2 separate regions of the Rattus norvegicus genome follow, and region 2 is linked to region 1. A link is a contact called in public Hi-C data. All regions are on one chromosome and are shown on one strand. Each heading gives the region's core, a stretch centred on a gene start, on an enhancer-like site or on the middle of the called end of the contact. The rest is flanking DNA. Distances are from core to core; before and after follow the strand shown.

Region 1 (4,472 bases), core at 24-2,523:
TGTACACACATATACATATGAATGAATGAATGAATGAATGAATGAATGAATGAATGAATGAATGACTTAAACACACATTTTAAATGTTTAAAAGGATTAGGATAGAGCATGGAGCTAGTGGAGAGTACCTGCCCCCCGTACTTCTGTCTCCAGTGCCTCGGTAAATAAAGACCTAATTATTAGAACTTATAAACTAGGGCAGTGCACTCACAGAGTGAACTACAAACGCAGTGTGGGCTGGAGAGAGTTAGAACACTTACCTCAGAAGTGTAAGGACTTGAGTTTTAAGATCCTAGAACCTACACGGATACTGGGTGGGCGTGACAGACCCTCACCCGCCTGTAATTCCAGCCTTGGAAAATAGAGACTGGGGATCCCAGAGCAAGCCGGCTACAGACTAGCCATGTTGGTGAGCTCTGGGCTCGACTGAGACATCCTGCTTCAGGTCAGCTGGGAGAGCAACGAAGGAGGGTTTCTCTGTGTAGTTCTAGCAGCCCTGGAACTCGCTCTGTAGACCAGAGTGGTCTCGAACTCACAGAGATCTACCTGCCACCACATCCAGCCCCAGAGAATGGTTCTTAATCTTGGGCTTCCGAATACACATACACATATGCACAAGGACATACACACATGTACCCACAGACACATAAACATGCCTACACGCAGAGATGGAGAAAAAAAATCAATGTAATGTTTGCATAGTGCAAATGTGTAGCACACAAAATGAAGAAAACAGTTCCAGGTACAATAATATGAAAAGGCTACGATACTTACAATAAAGTAACAGACGAAAGGCAAGATCTTATTCCCGAAAAGTCATCGAGCTCTGAAAGGAATTTTCAAGGATTAAAGTTAGTGCCAAGTTTGGCTGCGGGGAGGGCTCAGTGGTTAAAAGCACTCACTGCTCTTACAAAGGTCCTGGGTTCAGTTCCTAGCACACGTGTGGTGGCTCACAAGAGTAACTCTGGTTCCCCGGGGATACAACATCTTCCCTCCTCCACAGACACCGAGTAAACACACACAGTCAAAACTCTTGTACACGTAACAAAATTAATAGAAAGTAACTCCATGCTCATAAGCAAAAGACGTCCTGTTGTTAAAATGGCAACACAGTATCTCTGAAACTCTCGCTTCTGTGAAGCCAGAGCTCGCTTCTGTGAAGCCAGAACACAGCCCCACAGTGGTCCTGTCCTCTGTGATATCCTAATTGGCCCCAGCAATTGCCCCAGCACCTGCCTCCACTGCTTCTGTCACCATAGCAACCCCCACATGGGCTCCTGCCAGCTTCCTCTTTCTCCTCTGATCAAGGGAACCTCAGAGAACGGTAGTGGTGAGCTGGTGGTCCTCCCTCCCTACCTCTTCTACCCCAGACCAAGTCCCCACAGGCTTCCTACAGAGGCTGGATTAGCAGATGGAAGGCCTTCCTCTAGGCCAGTAAGTTGCAAAACAAAACAAACAAAAAAACGAAGCAAAACAAAACAAAACAAAAAAAAAAAAAAAAAAAAACCCAGATTCCGAAGTCAGGCAGCCCTGGTTTGGATCCTAACGCTGGTCAACTTTTGATATTGCTTAACTTCTCTGAGCCTGTTTTCCACAGATGTAAAGTGACAACCGATTGCCTTACTGAGTAATGAAAACGAATATGAAATACCTCCTACTGGTCCAGCAGACACCACAAGGGCTCTCTACCAAAGTTCTGTAGTCACTCTCCTGGCCTCTTTACCCCAACAGTGCTCCTGGGTCAGAGGAGTGCACAGACGGTGCCAGGCCTGAAGAAGGGCTGGAATGGAAGGGAGAGTTGCACAATGGCCTAGCCTCCCACACAGCCCGCAGCCTTCCTTGATGGCTGGTTTAGGACAACCACAATCTTCTGGGAGTGTGGAGATACGACAATGTCAAATGGGAGGTATAGAAGGAGCTTTGACAAAGTGGCCAGACCTGAAGTAGCACAAGTAGTCCCCAGGGCACAAGGAGGACTTCTTTCTGACAACCGCCCCTGCTGGCACCCAGGACTGCGAAGTGTTCATGACTCAGGGCCGGCTGGCCGTGGGCTGGGAAGAACTTCCAACCACGGCTTATGCGGTCACTGTCTGTAACTGCAGCTTTACAGAGACCAACGCACAGAGAAGCTGACACTGAGTGGTCCAGGCAGAGCACCACCCTGCCAGCGGAACCACCGAGCCCCAGGGAAGTGTGTGAGCCCTTGGCCCTGACAAGAGCCACTGAGCTAACTTTAACCCGGGAAGTGAGGCAATGGGGTTCTGGCCCTGATCTGTGCATAAAGGCACACAACAAACACCACAGCTTCTGGGCTCAGGGGGCTTCTGAGACAATACCCAAAACTCCCAACCCTCGTCCTGTCCCAAGTGTAGCCAAAGTGACTCTGGGATCTGCAATGTCCGTAGGTCCTTGCTGTCTGTACCTGTCCCACATGCTCCCTGACATCAGTCTCTGTGGACACGACTGACCTCACATACCTAGGGAAAAGGCTGGTGAGAGTGGAGCCTTGTTGATGCCTAGAGCTAGGTCTCCATCTGTGTCACTCACCTGTCCCTTAGCCTCTCCGAGTCTCCACCGCCCATCTGTAATGGAGGCCTGGACCCTACTCCTGCCTGATGGGCCACAGGAACAGCGTACAGAGTCCAGTAGCAACCACCCACAAGGGGCCTGGATTTTTGTTTTTAAAAAAGATTATATTTTGTATGAACATTTTGTCTGTCTGTGTGTTTGTGCACCACGTGTGCGTCTGGTGCCTGCTGAGGTCAGAAGAGGGCACTGGCTCCCCTGGGGTTGGAGTTAACACACAATTGTGAGCCACTGTGTGGGTAAGACCAAGTGATTACTCTGCCAACTCTCCAACCCTATGTTTGCTTTTTAAACCAGAGCCTTTCTGTGGTGTTCAGGCTGGCCAGAAACTCGCTAGACCAGGCTAACAGAAATCTGCCTCTCTTTTCTGGGATTAGAGGCGTGGGCTGCCGTGTCTATGTGGCCTAGGTTTTTGAGAACCCAGACTGAAGGAAGAAAAAAAAAATACTGACAGAACAAAGCTGGGACGAGCCACCCTGAAGGGTTAGGGCCTCCGGAGCTGAGCCCTGTGTGAGGGGAGACCAGGTGTGTCAGGTGCTGCACACAGCAGTGGCCTTAAGTCAGAGTGGGAGGGTGTGGACCTTGCGTATTATTTACTAAATATTAGCCACAGGCCAGAGGCTGGCCTCCTCGGGGTAATCACGACTGCAGCTGGAGGCCTTTAGCAACCTGAGGCCAGGGCAGCAGCTGGAAGGGGAGGCCTTCTTCCCACCTGTGCCTTCAGCCCTGACATGGTCAGGCCATGGCTCACAGCAGGAAGGTTGAGCCTTACAGGGAGCGGAGGGGGCGGGCAGGGTGGGGAAGCAGGGCAAGGACACTGGTCAAGGCATGGTGGGGCACCATCAAGGCAAACAGAGCTCTCTGAGCTAAAAGGCAAAGAGGGAGATCCGAGGAGGAGAGACTTCCATATTTCTCCGGGGTTTTTGTTTTGTTTTGTTGGTTTTGTTTTGTGTTGTTGTTGTTGTTGAAGCATCCCTGCACATCGTGGGGTTTTGAGTTTCGGTTCTTACTGTAGACAGGGTTTTGCGTGTTGTAGGCTGACTGTGAGTACACGATGTAGCCCAGACTTAATGCACTTTTAATCTAATCACTGTTTCAAGACAAGAAAAGTTTGGGGGGTTTTGTTTTGGGGTTTTTTTTTGTGTGTGTGTGTGTTTTGTTTTGTTTTAAAAAGAGGGCTCATCTCGTGGCACATTCTCTGAATCCTAGCAGCTGAGTGGGCAGAGGCAGGCTGATGTCTGTGAGGACACTCAGGGCTAGAGAGACCCCACCTTAACAAGCCCAAGGAAGGGAACTTAGCCACATAGAAGATGGCTGAACCAGAGAGCAGGAAATAGGGTTGCTGGGGGAGGGGTGCAAAACACAGAAAAAGCCCCAGTCCCTCCAGGCTTCTCTCGGTGTACCTCCTCCAGTCCCCACTTGCTTTACCAGAAGGTAGGATGAAGGCTGAGGATTTTGGAAGTTTTATCATTTTTTCTTTGGAAGGAGGGGGAGAAGGAGTGAGGGGAGAGAAGAGAGGCTAAGGGAGAGAAAGACAGGTGGGTAAAGACAGGAATTCTGAGCTTCAATAATAGGAAAAAGACAAATGTTTTTGGGAACGCGGGGCAGCCAGACGGCTGGGAGCAGGCTCGGCCGCTGACCCATTTTCCGGAGGAGTCCTCTAGAGACCCGAGATAAGGCTGGCGTCTGGAGGGACCGTGCAGCCCAGACAGTGCTCTGCGGCTCCCGCCAGAGCCCGCATTCTCACATATCTGGGCTCCTAGGACGCCAGGAGGTTGAGCGGAAGCCGCTGGCATCACTCACATCTCCACCCCACGCTGGGCTGTCCTATCTAGCAATGCTCTCTCAGCTGGTCTGCAGCAGGAGAGGGTCAAGCAGGCTAGCTC
Region 2 (4,122 bases), core at 725-3,224, 190 kb after region 1:
GTCAGAGATCACACCTTGTTTTCTAGCTTACTAAGTCCCAGCTTGGCGTGGTCTTTCATGACGTCATTGCTAACAAGACAGTGAACCGTCATGCAGTCATGTGACCCAGTGCTGCTTACTGGTATCATTTATCCTCTCAAGTCCCTGCTTTTCCAACCAGAGTGCCTCCTGCCAGGACACATGCTGAGAGGTGAGAGAGGCTCCATCTGCTTCGAGGCTGTGCAGCTTCTCCTCACAGTGGTAACTCTTGGCACTTAAGGCCAGGTTCAGTTTTCTGAGGGGAGCCACCCAGTGCTTTGGAGGCCTCTATCAATTTGGTGCCAGTCGGAGCCCTATTCTCGTCCCCTCTGGCACTGTGCCTGCTGGAGACACAGCGACCCCAGATGAAAACCACCACCTAGAGACAGACAGCCTTGCAACAGACAATGTCCCCTTTAAGACTCCTGTTGAAATCCGACTGCAAACACAATTCCATGTTGCGAGTAGGGCTTCTGAGTGTTGGTCATTACGGGACTACTGCCTTCTACACAGAAGTGATATGATGGTTTGAAGAAAAGTGGCCCCCACAGGCCCATAGGGAGTGGAATTATTAGGAGGTGTGGGGCCTTGTTGGAATAGGTGCGATCTTGTTGGTAGGAAGTGTGTCACAGGGGGTGGGCCTTAATGTCTCAGAAGCTCAAGCCAGGCCTAGTGGTTCAGTGTCTCTTCCTGCTGCCTGCCAATCCAGGTGTAGAACTCTCAGCTCCTTCTCCAGCTCCATGTCTGTCTGTACGCTGCCCTGCTTCCTGCCATGACGATAATGGGCTAAGCCTCTGAACTGTTAAGCCAGCCCTAATTAAATGTTTTTCTTTAGAAGAGTTGCCATGGTCATGGTGTCTCTTCACAGCAACAGAACGAGACAGGCAGTCAGGCGTTGTGAGAGCTGCCTATTACGGGGAGTCCACCCCAGACTTTCTTTCCTCATGAGCTCACTTAAGCCTTCTGTCCTCTAACAAGGTAGCACGAAGCCCTCGCTAGATGCCACTGCCTCCTCCTGGCCTCCCAGCTTCAGAATTGTGAGCTTAAATAAAGATCTCCGTAAATTTGTTCGCTTCATCTTGTTATAGCAGCAGAAAGCAGTCAAGAATATACACTCCCACACCCCCTGTGAGGCCCCATCTTGGAGCACGGTAAGACTCTGAAGTACTTGAGAAATGTTAGGTATCACACCATATATATATATATATATATGTGTGTGTGTGTGTGTGTGTGTGTGTGTGTGTGTGTGTGTGTGTGTGTGTGTGTATGTATTTGTATATATATAATGAGGAAACTTTAACTAAGGTAAGGTCTTCCGGGCTGGAGAGACGGCTCAGCGGTTAAGAACACTGACTGCTCTTCCAGAGGACCTGAGTTCAAATCCCAGCAACCACATGTTGGCTCACAACCATCTGTAATGGGATCTGATGCCCTCTTCTGGTCTGTCTGAAGACAGCGACAGTGTACTCACATATAATAAATAAATAAATCTTAAAAAAAAAAAAAGAAGGTAAGGTCTTCCACAGTGACACGCTGAAACTGCCCTTAGAAACATGGGGGGGGGAGCTGCATGTAGCATGTACTGGCGTGACCAGTAACTGCACTGTCAGACCCAACACCCCAGGATTGGGTGGAGACAGGTGACCTGCCCTGCAGGTGACTTAGAAGCTGAGACCATTTTCCCTCTTACATGGGTGGCAGACACGGAATCGTGGCTTTCTGAAAGCCTGGGCTTGGGATCCGACCGTTTGGGTTTAGGTTGTGATGTCAGCACTATGAACACATCAGCTGTCACCATCCCAACTGTATTTTTAAATGCGAACAGCCTAGCATGCTTAGCACCACTCTTTTGGGGCTGCTTTGGACAACAGACAATTCAATTGCCTTTACCAGATGATGCTGACAAATACCTCCCACACCAGTGTCCTCGGATAAAAATAACCGCAACTCCCTCATAGGGCTGCAGAAGAGGGGGACAGGAAGCTGAAGGGATGGGTAGTGTCTGGCACCTCCTGGCCCTGCATGCCCCTGGGGGTGCTGGCTCGGCTGCCGGTAGAGGAAGTGCTGTTCTTTCACATCACGCCATGTTGTGACTGTGGGCAGAGTCTGCGTGTAGTTGGCCCTGCCCAACACAGGGCTGACTTCCTCGGTAAGCACTCAAGGACAGTTCAGAGAGCTGGGTGAGCCTGGGGGCCCCTCTGCACAGCAGTTCATTAGATGTACCACAACACTTCTCACACGGACTCTAAACATCCAATTTCTATCTTATAGGGAGAGAAGATAGCTTCAGGTTCACAAGGGCGGTCTCACTGGGGTGATGCTTTAATGGGGCCACCTCTTGGGGCATCTCTCACCTGGGAATAAATGCCATAGCACCTGAGGCTGTCAGCCCTGCACTGCTAGAAGAAAGGCTCTCTCCATGAAGTTACCAGTCAAACTACAGGATACACATCCACGACAGGTCATGCTGACCCAGCTCAGCAGATCAGAAACTTGCCTCTCTGTGAGAGAAGCAGGACTCTAGACAGTGAGTTCTGAAGGCAGGAATCCAGAGGCTTTTAACTCCCCTTGGGTAATTCCCCAGGGAATCTCGGTGGCTTTGGGGGCACTTTGATAAGGACACAGTCATTTTCCTCAGGCTGAGCACATCTGACGCAGGCTGTCATGCAGGACCCTATGCCACACTTCTCAGTAAGGTCAAGGCACTAACTCCCATGTCCCCTTATGTCCACAACCTTGGGGTACTAACACATATTCCAGAAACTAAGCATATAAACAGGTGACTGTTCAGAGTTTTCCCCAGGGATGGCTTGGGTGGCTATGAGGTGCACATGTTGGAGTGTCTGGGGCATAGGTGCTAGGTGCCATCGGATGGTCAGGTGGCTCCCAGCCAGCTTCCTCTTCCACACACTCCTGCTGATCTAAAATCATACAACATGGTGAAATATTTCGCCACTTTTGACACTAGGCTGTCATGGGTTGTTTTCCTAACAATTTATAGTACCAATGACTTAAGAGCATGGGTCCCATGATACCTGGCTGAGGGCCGCAGATACTGATGGCTTGACCTTTCCAAGATGGGGCTACAGCTCATGTTTGGGGGGTGGACGTCCATTTCCCTCAAACATTCAACTCTTACACAAAAAGATAGGGTTTCTCTTAAGAGTCTGAAATCCTGCCCCACATGGAATTCTTCATTGTCAAGAATGACGGTACCTGGACTCAAGTGCAGAACCTGATTTTGGGGATCCAGAAGACAGCAGTTTTGTTATACTTTCCAAGTCAGCCCATGCCTCACAATATCACAAGTTATCAAGACCTCTGGAAGCTTGGAGAAGTCCGGTTGGGTAGAAGGTAAGACAACCAACAGAGTAGAGGGGACTCTGAGGGGGCCTTGGCACCAGAGAATGTTAGCCATGTGTCCTAATGAGCTTCCCATGAAGAACCATGTCATGGTCTCTTCTGGAAAAATGAACTTTACCACTGGGGACCAAACTAGTAGGCCAGAATGGGTTTCCAGACCACGGCTCAGTCTTAAAGTGACAATAACATCCACTAACACAGGGAGTGAAAGCAAGACTTGGGGTTTCCATGTTGTTACGAATGCCCACCCAGAACTGGAGTCAGCTAATTTGGAGTACAGGTAGTGCTAAAAGCGTCATCTGCCCACTCATCCACATACCCCCAGCCCCCACCTCCCATGAGTCTCTCCTATGGATGCTGGTGAGTCTGTCTGGTGCTTCTCTGTCAGATGCTGATTCTAATGCGGTATGTCCAAGGAGCCCAGGGGGGAGGAACGTCCTGAGCTGTGACCTGAGGTCTGTTGAAGTATCAGGAGAACCAGCAGAGTTTTGACACACTTGGGTCTGACAGGCATCTCCAGAAGGCATCTGCTTCACTCTTACCTGCTTTCAATCATCTTAGGTGCTCTGTAAGGCTGTCCTAGTTTTGAAGCTATTCTGGGATGAGCATCCCCAAACTTCTCTCTGCATTCCTAATGTCCCTATATGCACCATGTCAAGAGGTTGACTACCATCTGCATGCTGATCCAGAGCCGCCTGCCAAAGCACATCTTCTCCTGGTCTCACGGTCCTTCCTCTACCC

The links. Hi-C and Micro-C count contacts between places; a contact is called where the count stands out from the background.
Region 2: a Hi-C map of mammary epithelial cells shows a contact between it and region 1, with 2.6 times the contacts expected there. The contact joins two enhancer-like sites. A contact is called at or near these places in 2 of 12 Hi-C or Micro-C datasets (liver and mammary epithelial cells).

Annotation. Positions count from the first base shown.
Region 1 is chr18:71,195,443-71,199,914 of GRCr8, forward strand. No RefSeq gene overlaps it. Among named protein-coding and RNA genes, the nearest start is that of Smad7, 66 kb to the right of the region's middle. Within about 2 kb of position 1,274, at least 15 of the 93 cell types and tissues checked have an H3K27ac peak or open chromatin away from gene starts, as enhancers often do.
Region 2 is chr18:71,389,392-71,393,513 of GRCr8, forward strand. The region is part of intron 10 of Ctif (cap binding complex dependent translation initiation factor); the gene reads right to left. Among named protein-coding and RNA genes, the nearest start is that of Smad7, 130 kb to the left of the region's middle. Within about 2 kb of position 1,975, at least 26 of the 93 cell types and tissues checked have an H3K27ac peak or open chromatin away from gene starts, as enhancers often do.